Regions from separate parts of the Zea mays genome. Here all the other regions are linked to region 2. The links are chromatin contacts, called in public Hi-C maps. All regions are on one chromosome and are shown on one strand. The core of a region is the stretch at or near the end of the contact, and the rest is flanking DNA. Distances in the headings are between cores, read along the strand shown.

Evidence for each region. A called contact is a pair of places that touch in the nucleus more often than the background predicts.
Region 1: a Hi-C map of root tip shows a contact between it and region 2, with 2.8 times the contacts expected there. The contact joins the promoter of LOC103647308 here to the promoter of LOC100037784 in region 2. A contact is called at or near these places in 5 of 25 Hi-C or Micro-C datasets (ear, leaf and root tip).
Region 3: a Hi-C map of tassel shows a contact between it and region 2, with 2.0 times the contacts expected there. The contact joins the promoter of LOC100280346 here to the promoter of LOC100037784 in region 2. A contact is called at or near these places in 2 of 25 Hi-C or Micro-C datasets (ear and tassel).

The regions. Positions count from the first base shown.
Region 1 is chr2:174,057,128-174,061,237 of Zm-B73-REFERENCE-NAM-5.0, forward strand. LOC103647308 (histone-lysine N-methyltransferase family member SUVH2) reads right to left here and starts at 1,557. Exons shown (of 2, transcript XM_008671853.4): 1 at 1-1,557. The coding sequence starts at 1,309.
Region 2 is chr2:174,249,776-174,253,604 of Zm-B73-REFERENCE-NAM-5.0, forward strand. LOC100037784 (Pti1-like kinase-like) reads left to right here and starts at 1,638. Exons shown (of 7, transcript NM_001112488.1): 1 at 1,638-1,731; 2 at 3,058-3,305; 3 at 3,417-3,543; 4 at 3,656-3,829. The coding sequence starts at 1,638.
Region 3 is chr2:174,021,069-174,025,241 of Zm-B73-REFERENCE-NAM-5.0, forward strand. It overlaps LOC100280346 (Ankyrin repeat family protein), which reads left to right and starts at 1,363. Exons shown (of 3, transcript NM_001153272.1): 1 at 1,363-1,626; 2 at 1,718-3,465. The coding sequence starts at 1,834.

The sequences.
Region 1 (4,110 bases), core at 307-2,806, 190 kb before region 2:
CAAACACATCCACCTTAAGTTGTTCAGCTGCTCGATAATTCACAGTACCCATGGGTTCTTGGCCCTCAATGCGCAGCATTTTATACTTATAAACACCAAACCCAGATTTCCCACGGTCGAGCCAGTAGTCAACAACTTTGTAGAGGCCATCATAGAAGTATACCTTACCAATAGGGCTTCGTCTTGATTTGACGGCACGGATTACACGAATCTCAATACCATAAGCCATGCTGCGCTCGAGGGCAAGATTGCCACCCTCCAGCTTCTGATCGACGCAATGCTTGTGGAGGTTGGGATCCCGGCCGCCATGCCCAGTGTACACAAGTACGTCGCCATGATCGTCATCATCCTCATACCCACCAGATACAATTATAGATGTGGCTATAGGCTCCCCAGAGGCCGACCTCCCTGCACTGACATAATCAATTCCTGCCTGTACCTGGCCATGGAGGCCAAGCACGCAGAGCTCCATGCGGAAGAAGAAAGCGTCACCAACCGAGATCCCAGGCATCGGCCCCACGATGCGGCGGTCGCGATTGAGCCAGAGGTCGTGGTCTGCCATGAGCGCTGCGGCACGCATGTCTGCGCGGGCGCGGCGCCGGTCCCTGGCAACGCCAAACCCGGCGGCACCAGCGAGGCCGAGGGACTCAGCACGCTCGTCGTCCCTGAGTAGCAGCCCGCGGAGGCACTCGAAAGTGATGCGCGCCCGGCGCACGAGGTCGCGGAAGTAGATCTGATCCTGCACACCGAGCGAGGAGACCCGCACGAGCTCCGATGACCGCGGCCGGCGCTTTTTCACGACGGACCCGGCCCCGGACTGTACCACCGCCGGTGCGGCCGCCTCCGGTGCCGGTGTCGGGACGATCGCCCCGGACCCCGCAGACGAGAGATATAGTCTCGCAAGGCGGTAGTACTCCCGAAGGAGCGAGTCCTCGTCTGGGTTAGGCGGCAGCGACTGCAGCGGGGTCATCATCGACGCGGACGAGAGGTCAGGAGTCGCCGGAGGCGGAGGCACCGAGGCCTCAGTTGCTGGAGCCGCCGCCGCTGCATGCTGCTGCGGCGGCGTCTGGGTGAGGGAGACAGGCAGCGGCAGGGGCCCGAGCTCTGGTGACGACGGCTCCGATTTGGGCTCCCTCTTGAGAAACGGCAGGAAGTTGAGGTCTATGGAATCTGACGACCCGGCCGGAGACGACATCGGCGACGAAGACGGCGAGGATTCCTCCACATCCATTTCCGTAACCAAACCTTCCTGTCCACCATCCCTCGCCTCCTCCTCCGCTCCAAAATTCCCCAAACCCTCGCGGGGCATGACGGAGACGGCGAGGTGAACTGGAGAGGCTGACGAGGGTCGAGGGCTGCGGGGAGGAGTGGAGGATTGCGGCTGGTGAGGATGTTGTCCCGTCCCGCTTGTCCAACTGGTGACTGGAGAGCTGACGTTGGTGGAGGCGAGAAAAAAAAATGGCGCAGTCAGGGAGAGGTTGCAAAATCTCCCCAAAATAGAGCGTCCTCCAGACGAGCTCCAACGGAATCTCACTCCTATAAATAATTTTCTACCGTTGGTACTTGGTATCCATACTTCACGAACAAAACACGTAGGTACATTATTTTCTCTTACTTCTCGCCTAACAAATAGATAAGGACAACCAAAAAATCTTCTCTTCTATTTTTCTTCTTCTCTACTACATAAAATATATAGATTTGTTTCTTTCCGCTGAGGCGACTAAAAGTACGAATAGAATCCACACAAAAACCTCTACTTGAGACAGTGCCGGGCCTAGAATTTAGAAGACGGATTGTTGGGGACTTGTTCTTGAATGCTATGAATTAAGAACAAGACAACATAAAATGTTAAATATTAATATTATTCGTCCGCCGAAACATTATCTCCACAAGGATTTAATGAACTTCGGACGAAGGTCACGAACATAATATTACGAAGGTTTCATCTTCGTAATTAAACTTATAAGGATAATACAAAGTAAAATAAAACATGGGACACTAAAGGTAAATACATTGAAAATAAATGACATCATTCACATATCTTATTATATGAATTTAAGATATTTGAATACAACAATTAGGTACATTTATACCTTTGCCTTGACAAACAATAATTCCCGAGTGATGCGTTAGCAATTACAGGAATGCGTGAACAGTAAAGGAATATTGTTCACTATTTATAGGCACAGGACACAGCCCATGAGGAATTACAATTATGCCCCTCATAAAAGTTTACAACAATGACTCAGACCTTTGAAGGCTAAAAGGTCATTTTATCTTTAAGTCGGTTCAACCCTTCGTCTTCGTATATGTTGTAGCTCTGAAGCTTCGTGAACGGTGTCTTCGGCATCATGTTCAAGCAGCTTCAGTTGAAACTGTTTCTTTTTGCAGGACCTTCGGCGACGAAGCATGGTCCCAACAGTAGCCCCTTCGCGGTGCTAGATCGTTTTTCGTAACGAGCTTGATCCGTGAAAAAAGTCTCTTAGGCTTCAGGAAGCCGAAGGTCCAAAAAACACCTTTCCTGAGCTCGTTGTCGAGAAACGATACATCTTTCGAGCGTGTAGCGGTCCCACCATGCAGGTTCACTGTTCTGATTTTTGCGGCCCACCATTCAGCGGGTGCGAGCAACTGTTTGCCTGGTGTAAAAATCCTGACGATTCACCTTCTTACCTGCAGCACTATATAAACAGACGAGTAGGTGTGAAGTTACCACAGCATTCATTGCTATTGCACTGTTTTGCTGCCAAAATTTTTAACCATAGCCGAAGCTTGATTTTCGCATTCAAACGAAGCTCCAATTTGGTGTTTGCTTCGTCAGAAGAATAGCTTCGGAAGAGAAGGTTATTATTTTCTAAGAAATTTTTCAAGAAATTCAAAATTAAATGGCCAGAGTGCGCTCTACTGCTAGAGTTGAGCGCGAGGGGACGAAGCCGAAGGTGCGGAAACTGTTCCTATCTCTGAAGCAATGAAGCGATCTGGATTGATGACATCAGAAGACACCCCTGCTGCTGAAGCAGAACAAGCAGATATTGAGGAGGCTGGTACTGACGATGATTACAATATCGTAGTACCGAGCAAGCCTAGTCATCTGGACTTCGGGAAGTCGACTATCTCGAAGGCTGATTTCCCGAAGATGGTGAAGTCGGGCTACTTCAGAGAAGATGAGAAAAAGATGATTCGCTTTGGTGGAGAAGAGATTACCCCGAAGCCACAAAAAGATGAAATAGTGATTTTTAAGAGTTTTCTCAAAGCTGGTTTGAGATTTCCTTTGAATAGGATGATTGCTGATGTGCTGAAAAAATTTGGGATCTATTTTCACCAACTAACTCCTAACGTTATTGGTAGGCTTAGTGTTTATATTTGGGCTCTCCGAAGCCAAGCTGTGGAGCCATTTGCCGAAGGTTTCTGCCGAGTACACGAGCTACACTACCAAACTAAGGCCAGAAAGGATGGGCTACATGAAAATTTTGGTTGTTACAACTTTGCATATCGGAAAACTACAAAATTTCCCGTGATCAGCTATTGAAGCAAGTGGCCGGCAGGCTGGAAATCGGAATGGTTCTACGTCAAAGTTGATGACGACAAGGAGAAGCTTGTACAGAGTCCGCTTGAACTAATCTTCGGAGAAACCCGACCCTAGTGCAATATGACACCAGAAGGTCCAACCCCAACGGCGCTAGCTGAATTCAGAATTATTGCAGAGCACATTGGCACTAGGGATTTGGTGCAGGAATTCCTGGCTTTCAAAGTATTTCCAACTATGAAGGAATGGGTTATGCCGAAGCTTAAAGGAGAGGAAAGAGGGGGAGCTTGTCCGACTACCCTATCATTATATATTCAAGAAATATTTTAAGGCACCCTGCCAAGAATGGCTCGATACAATCGAAATAATGAGTACTGAAATTCTTGGAAATTACTCTAAAAAAGAGGACCAATTGATGACAGCAGCCTTCGGCACCCGGCCGAAACGAAGGCTAAACAGAGTACTTGATGCTATAGGCTTTGAATATCCTGACTATGGGCGACTGGGCGGAGATGCTGGCGGCCCGAAGAGAAAAAGAATTGCCAGTACCGTTGACGAAGAGAGCACCAAAGTGACCAAGAAGAAAA
Region 2 (3,829 bases), core at 388-2,887:
AGTGGATTTTTTTTCTTGGAATCTCCTTCCGGTTACAGAATGTACTGCTCTCCACGCGCTTCTGGAAAAGGCTGGCTGAAAGCGACCCGCATTGCTGCAATCACTCGTTCATTCACCTGATAGTGAGTACTACCTGAAATGGATAACCGCAAACCCTCTCGAACGAGGTACCGGCTCTGTTGAAGTTATTCTCAGACTGCAGTGCTATCGGCCTCGCTATTTATGTGAAGTGAACAAACTCTTTAGCTCACATATCAAATAGGTCTAGCGTTCACCGACTTATTAAATTTATGTTGATAGTACGGACGGGGGTTGTACACGGGTACCTATTGAAAAGATTGATTTCATGTAGCCATGCTGGTTGCGTATGAGGAATGCCTTCTTTCTGTTTCTTTCTGTGTGTGGGCCGACACTACTGTTGGCTGTCGACCTATTAGGGTTAGAGTTGTGAGTCTATATATTGTACCTCATCTCCTATCAATACATGAACCATTTCATAATTCTACATGGTATCAGAGGAGGGTTTCTTCCTCCCACCCCTTTCAGCCGCCACCAGCCCACCCCTCGGCAGCAGAAGCGCAGAATTCTACATCAACCATTCCCCCCTCCCACCCCTCGGCCGCAGAAGCGCTGCCGCTGAGCGCCTCTACCTCGTCTAGGCCTACGCCGCCACCTTCCTGGCCATGGCTCTCTTTCATCTCCCCCTTAGCTGGCCAGTTCTAGGATCGGTGGCGCCATCAACGTGCCCCTTGCCCTCGCCTGAGCCACCTAGCAGCGCCTCTCTCTTCGCGCCTCTCCCATCGCCGCCGTCAACCTTTCCTGCCAGGACCGGCGCTGGAACCGCCCCGTTGCCCTCCCCTTCATCTCCTTCGTTGGATCCGTCGCAGGCCCCTGCTCGGCTGGAACCGCCCCGTTGCCCTCCCCTTCATCCCCTTCGTTGGATCCGTCGCTGTCGCGACCTTCCCGGCCGGATTCCACGTTGCTGCAGCCTTCTTGGCTCGATCCACCGTCCCTTTGGCCGGATCCGTCGTTGTCGTCGCCTTCCCGGTCGGATCCGTCGTTCCCCTTCTATTCTGTCGCGGGCGCGGACACCATGAGCGGCGCAGACGCGTGCGCTGCCGTCGGCCTCCCTGGCGGGGCTCCTTGACGTCCGGACGATCGAAGAAACAGGAAGGTCGGCTTGTCGATGCTCTTTTGTTGTGTCGCCCTACCGATCGTTGACGCTCAAACGTCGACCCCTCCCGAAGAACAGGCTCCTGCTGCGTGTCTCCCGACCACAGCCACCTCGACTTCGGCTAACTCGGCATCCAGGGACTCTAGCCGCAACATTCGCACCATCACGACGCTGCGACTGCGGGGGGATTTCAACCCGTCGGCTCCTACCTTCGGCCTCTACTCCAGTCTCATCGTGTGTAGTGCCCCCGTTGCGACTGCGGGGGATGTTAGACTGTGTGTGTGGGCTGGCACCACTGTTGGGTTGCCGGCCCATTAGGGTTAGGGTTGTGAGTCTATATATTGTACCCCATCTCCTATCAATACATCAACCACTTCATAATTCTACAGTTTTCATCTATGCTAACTGTGTTTTGTCTTTTTGTTGCATGTACCAAAGGGAGGACAGGTGACGGAACGGTGATATGAGGCGGTGGTTATGTTGTAACTGCCACTATGACGTCGAGGAAGATGACCACGCCAAGGAACAGGCCAAAGCTCAGAGCAATAAGACCGACTGTATGTTGCTTGCTTTCAATGCTTGTCTTTGTTTGGTCTTGTGAATTCTGTTATGACTGGGCCAGTTGAAGGCTACGTAGGAACCAACCTTTTGTTCTCTATTTCTCTCTTGACGTTTCATGAGAAACCGGGAATTAGGAATATTCAGTTGTATTCAGTCTGAACTCTGAAGAATAGCTGGAAGCAGTTTTCTGGCCATTCACAGAAAGTTTTCATAATCTTTAATATGAAATTGGATTATTGCTGGGTTCAAACATACATATAAGGTAGATCAAGAATTTCAGATATGACTTGGTCGACTAGCTAGCAACTTAATATATAAGTCAACTATCATAGTGTTTCTCATAGCAAATTAATGCAGAGAAAATTCAATGGTACCATCATAGAGTTTCTTAGTATAATTTTAGGCTGTAGAATACAAGGATACATTTTAGTCAAACATGTAGATAGCAGATTCAAAGAGACCATAATGTTATTTTTTATATAAATTGCTTAGGCATAAGCCATCAGGTGCAAAGATCTCGTAATAGTGTTTGTAGTATCAAATATACACATCTGCCTATACAGACAAAATTGTGTCGGAACCCTATTTCTACTTGTTGCATTTAGGTTGCACAGCCTCCCCCCTGTTCTTTTTTTGTCCTAATTCACTGTGCTGGAAGGTATAGACAAAGAAGTCTTCAAACATGTGGCACCCGATCTTAAAAACAAAATCAGGCTCGCCATATATGTGCCTAGGAAGTCTGCATATACACTACGGGAACGAGATTGTTCTCGCGTTTCCGGAACGGAACGAACGTTTGAACGTGGACAAGTTCCACATTCCCGGTTTCTAAGAGTCAACCAACAAGCAAACATCACATTACTAAAATCCCATTAAATTAATTTAGAATTTTTTTGAAAAAGCACAATTTTTTATAACTAAACTTGTGCAAACTTAAACTAATCTTGGAAAGTTTTATACGAATATATTATTTTGTTTAGTGTCTTCTATTCTCAACCCAAAATTGAAAATTTTAGGGTGCGACAGAACACCATACTACTATGTCATATATGCTTAGTATTGACCAATCTTCTCTTTTTAAGTGTCCCAAGTCACACAATGCTCATACTACATGTTTTTTTGTATCTTGTATTTTTTCCAAGGTGTTATTTGTCTTATCACATGTACACCACCTTTGTTCTCTCTGTTCAGTTTCCAAGCTTTTCTGCTAGAATCTGTTAGAATGATTAATTTTAGACCCATGTATTAAGTCCTTGTGTATCATCTTTTAGTTACATCATTTATACCTTGAGTCTTCACTGATTTAATTTTTACCTTTTCAGCCAAGCAGAAGTCTTCAAAGCCTCCTGGTAGTCAACCTGAGCCAGAGTTCTCCCCTCCTACAATTGATGTCCCTGAATTGTCTTTGGATGATTTGAAACTAAAGACTGATGATTTTGGATCAAGTGCTCTGATTGGTGAAGGTTCTTATGGACGAGTATATCATGCCACTTTGGACGATGGGAGACAAGCAGCAGTTAAAAAACTTGATGCATCTGAAAATGAGCCTAATGATGAGTTTCTCAAACAGGTGGGCACGGACAACTAGAAGCTTCTTGATTTGTGTTCATATTCCTCATACATAGTTAATAATGTTGGATGGGGAAAACATGAAAAAATAGATATGTTCTCTGTGTTGCAGGTCTCACTGGCATCAAAGCTAAAACATGAAAATCTTGTTGAGATGTTGGGTTACTGTGTCGATGGGAATTACCGTATACTCGCATATGAATTTGCAACCATGGGTTCGCTTCATGATGTTTTACATGGTAAGACGTTAAACATCCAGTACCCTTTTCATGTCACATGTGCACACATTATATTCTTTAGGATGTCATGCTCATCTGTAATTGACCTGCATCATATTCCTGTATACAACAGGAAGAAAAGGCGTTCAAGGTGCGCAGCCTGGACCTGTACTTGACTGGATGCAGAGGGTCAAAATTGCTATTGAGGCTGCAAAAGGTATAGAATATCTGCATGAAAAGGTTCAGCCTTCAATCATCCATCGGGACATCAGATCAAGCAATGTACTGCTGTTTGAGGATTTCAAGG
Region 3 (4,173 bases), core at 113-2,612, 230 kb before region 2:
TTCATATGGAACCACCAAAACATATGGACCTAAGTTTTTTTTGATCTTCATATGTTCAATAGAGACCAATTAACAACGCTACTACATATAAAACAAGCAATGTATGGAGTATACATCATTTCATTATTTCTTTGTCAATAACTCCAAGAAACTATGTACAACAACTCAGCAACTCACGCTAGACATAATGGTTATGAACATCTGTACACATCGTTGTCATTTTCTCAACAAAGTTGTATACAACAACTCAAGCTAGACATAGCAGTTATGAATGTGTGCGCAAATAATTGTTGTTTTCTTTTATGTCACGTGGATAGCCACCTTTGAAAACACGACAATTTAAGCATTGCTCATGGTTATGAAGTATGGTTTTATAGTAGCACACTTGATGGATTATGACTTTCAAATCTTAGAGAAATTCTAAACCTTTGGCACAATAGTTATCAATGAGTTACCACTCTTTACATCTCTAGGAAACAAAGATATGTAAATTTTGAAGTAGAATACAAATAATAAAGTTTTTTCGACCGTTCAATTTTAGAAACACAAACCAATTGATGAAGTAGAGTATTGAATGCACATGTTTTCATTAATTCTTTGTCGGTAACTCTAAAAAATTGTATACAGCATGTCAACAACTTATGCTAGACATGAACTAACGTGTGCATAAATTATTGTCATTTTCTTCAACAATATATTTTACAATCTTAAGCCAGGCATAACGTTTATGAGCGTGTGCGTTCATTGTTATCGTTTTCTCCATGATATGAAGATTAGCACCACCGAAAAGATAAGCTTGTGCTTCAAATCTAGTATGACGATTTACGTCATGGATATAGAAAAGAGTCTACACTAATACACTTGATGTCTTATCTCAAAGGAATCTTAGAGCAATTTACCGAGAAGTTATCTAATTTCCTAATTATTGAAACAAATTAACTATCACACTGATGGAAACGTAACCTCTCACCTTTCACACGTGTAGCAGTGTAGGTACCACAGATGAAGCAACACTGTGGTCTGTGGATGGACTTCACCCCTATTTCTCTCTGCTGCAGCGGATTTCAGGGGTGGGGACACGCGTGACGTATGATAACATAAAATCCAAAACAATAAAAAAACGCCAATTGATTAGCGATCAATTAGCGGCGTGATTTTATTTTGTAGAGACGGGCAGAATCGCATACCGAAACGGTTCTCCACGACTCCACTCCTCCCTTTTTGTACAAATGACCCCAAGAAATTTATAGAGAGAGAGAGAAACAAGAGGGGGAGAAGTGGAGAAGAAAACAAAAGTTCTTCCCTCTTCCAAATCCGCGTATTGCGCACTTTTCAATCTCTCATCACATCGCCCCGTTGCAAGGCTGCTTCTGCCTTCTGGTGTCTCTCTCGCTTTCCCTCTCTAGATTCCAATACTTTCCCCTGTTCCTGGGCAAGCCCATCGTGACGGGAGGGCGGGAGACGCTGCCCAGTCTACTCTAGCCTGGGTTTGGAGAGAGATGGGCAGATGAGGGTGGGAGTGGGAGTAATACAACAGAGCCAAACCGAGGGAGGAGAGAGAGGGCCAGAGAACACAAAGAGGCAAGGCAAGGAAGCAGGGACAGACTCCAAGATTGGGGGCGACTGGTAGGCAAGAAAGGAAGCTCTTCTTTTTCGAGTATCACTGGGCGATTGATTTCCGCCGCCATCCTTTCCGCTCAATTCTTAGCTGCCGCAGATAAGAGCGAGGAGCAGAGGCGCTGTTTTCTCTCTCCGATTCCCTCAGCTTCCTGTGGCGTGGTGGGGTGTGTGGCGACGAAGGGAGGCTCGCCGGGGCGCGGACGGACGCCCGCGATGGCCGGCGTCGACGTTGCCAGGCACGCGCACAGCCCGGCGCACCACGCCGTGGCGGCGCGGGACCACGTCGCGCTGCGCCGCGTGCTGGAAGCGCTCCCGCCGGCCCGCCGGCCCGAGGAGATCCGGACGGAGGCGGACTCCGTCGCCGAGGAGGCCCGCGCCGAGGCCGTCTCGGCGGTCATCGACCGCCGCGACGTGCCAGGGCGGGAGACGCCGCTCCACCTCGCCGTGCGCCTTTGTGACGCCACGGCGACCGAGATGCTCATGGCGGCCGGCGCCGACTGGAGCCTGCAGAACGAGCAGGGCTGGAGCGCACTGCAGGAGGCCATCTGCGCGCGCGAGGAGGCTCTGGCGCGCGTCATCGTGCGCCACTACCAGCCCCTCGCCTGGGCCAAGTGGTGCCGCCGCCTGCCCCGCGTCGTCGCCGCCATGCGCCGGATGCGGGACTTCTACATGGAGATCACCTTCCACTTCGAGAGCTCTGTCATCCCATTCATTTCCCGCGTCGCCCCCTCCGACACCTACAGGGTATGGAAGCGCGGCGCCAACCTCCGCGCCGACATGACCCTCGCCGGTTTCGATGGCTTCAAGATCCAACGCTCCGACCAGACCATACTCTTCCTCGGGGAAGGGTCGGAGGATGGAAAGGTGCCGCCTGGTTCACTGTGCATGATCAACCACAAGGACAAGGAGATTATGAACGCGCTCGAGGGGGCAGGCGCCCCGGCCTCGGAGGCAGAGGTCCAGCAGGAGGTCGCTGCAATGTCACAGACCAACATCTTCCGTCCGGGGATCGACGTCACCCAAGCGGTGCTGCTCCCACAGCTCACATGGCGGCGGCAGGAACGGACAGAGGCCGTTGGCCCGTGGAAGGCCAAGGTGTATGACATGAATCATGTGCTGGTCAGTGTCAAGTCAAGGAGGGTCCCGGGAGCGATGACGGATGAGGAATTCTTCTCATCTAGCAACGACAATGATACAGAGAGCGAGGGGTTTGACGATGTTCTGACAGAGGAGGAGAAGAAACAGCTGGAGGCTGCGCTAAAAATGGATTCTCCGGATGCCGGTGGAGAAGACCAGTCGGACTCATTTGCTGGCCCTCGACATAGTTGCTTTGAGCCAAGGGAGAGGGAGATACCCATCGAGGGCATGAGTGTTTCTGGAAATGTGGAGAGTAAGCATGACAAGAAAGGTTGGTTCAGTAATTGGGGAAAGAGAGCTCAAGTTAGCAAGCCAGAAAGGGTGAAGAAGATGGCACCTCCAAGGAGCTCGCTCTGTGTAGATGAGAAGGTGAGTGACCTCCTCTTTGAATCACCCTCAAATGCACAAACAAGACCAGGAAGGCATTCAGTAGATGTAGTCAGAGCAGATGACAACAGAAGGATCAGGGAAAGGGATAGTAGGAGGTATGTTCCTTCTGCAGAGAATGGGCATAGGCGCAAAGAAGGTTCCAAAGAAAGTGAGTATAAAAAAGGCCTAAGGCCGGTTCTCTGGCTCTCTCCAAATTTCCCTCTGCGGACTGAGGAACTGCTGCCGTTGCTTGATATTCTTGCAAACAAGGTGAAGGCAATTCGTCGTTTGAGGGATCTACTTACAACAAAACTCCCTCCAGATACATTTCCTGTCAAGGTATGATCTGATACATGTTTCAAGATGCAATGCCTTCTGTACAGAGCTTGTCCCTCTATTATGCGTGCTATGTTAATTCTCCTTGATTGTTTCATATCTAGTTTAACGCTCAATTATGTGTCAGTTTCTGTAGTTAGAAAATCATCACTACATAGATTATTTACCCTGCATGCTTGAAGACATGAGCTTATTTCACAACTACTATCTGACAGTAGTCAACATATTTATACATTTGTAGTTATCTAAATAGCTGTGCTGCAGTTGTAGATAATTATTGACCTAGTTCTTCTGTTTCATGAATCCGATAATTTCTGTCCGTGTGGACACATTGAAATTATACTGTTGATACATAATTCATAGCACATAAAGTGTTCTTTTGGGTGTTTGATTGGTTGCACAGCTTGTATGAAACGTGTTCTTAGTCTAAAATTGGTTCTGGCTGTTGAACTTTTTTTTGTATCATGTCTTGTACTCTTGTGCAAGAAAACAACAATGATATGAAACAAATAACCATGTAGCTTGCAGTCTCTATTGTAGTAGACTATTGAACTAGGTAGCAAGGTAGATCTTATACAATCAGAGTTTCTCTACTAGCTAGATATTTATGTTACCGAATCTTTGTAATATCATATTTTGGGTATTTGGAGAATCCTTTTTTTGTGTGTTTGTTACTGATCAAACGCAGATCAATTACCACATGTATTGATG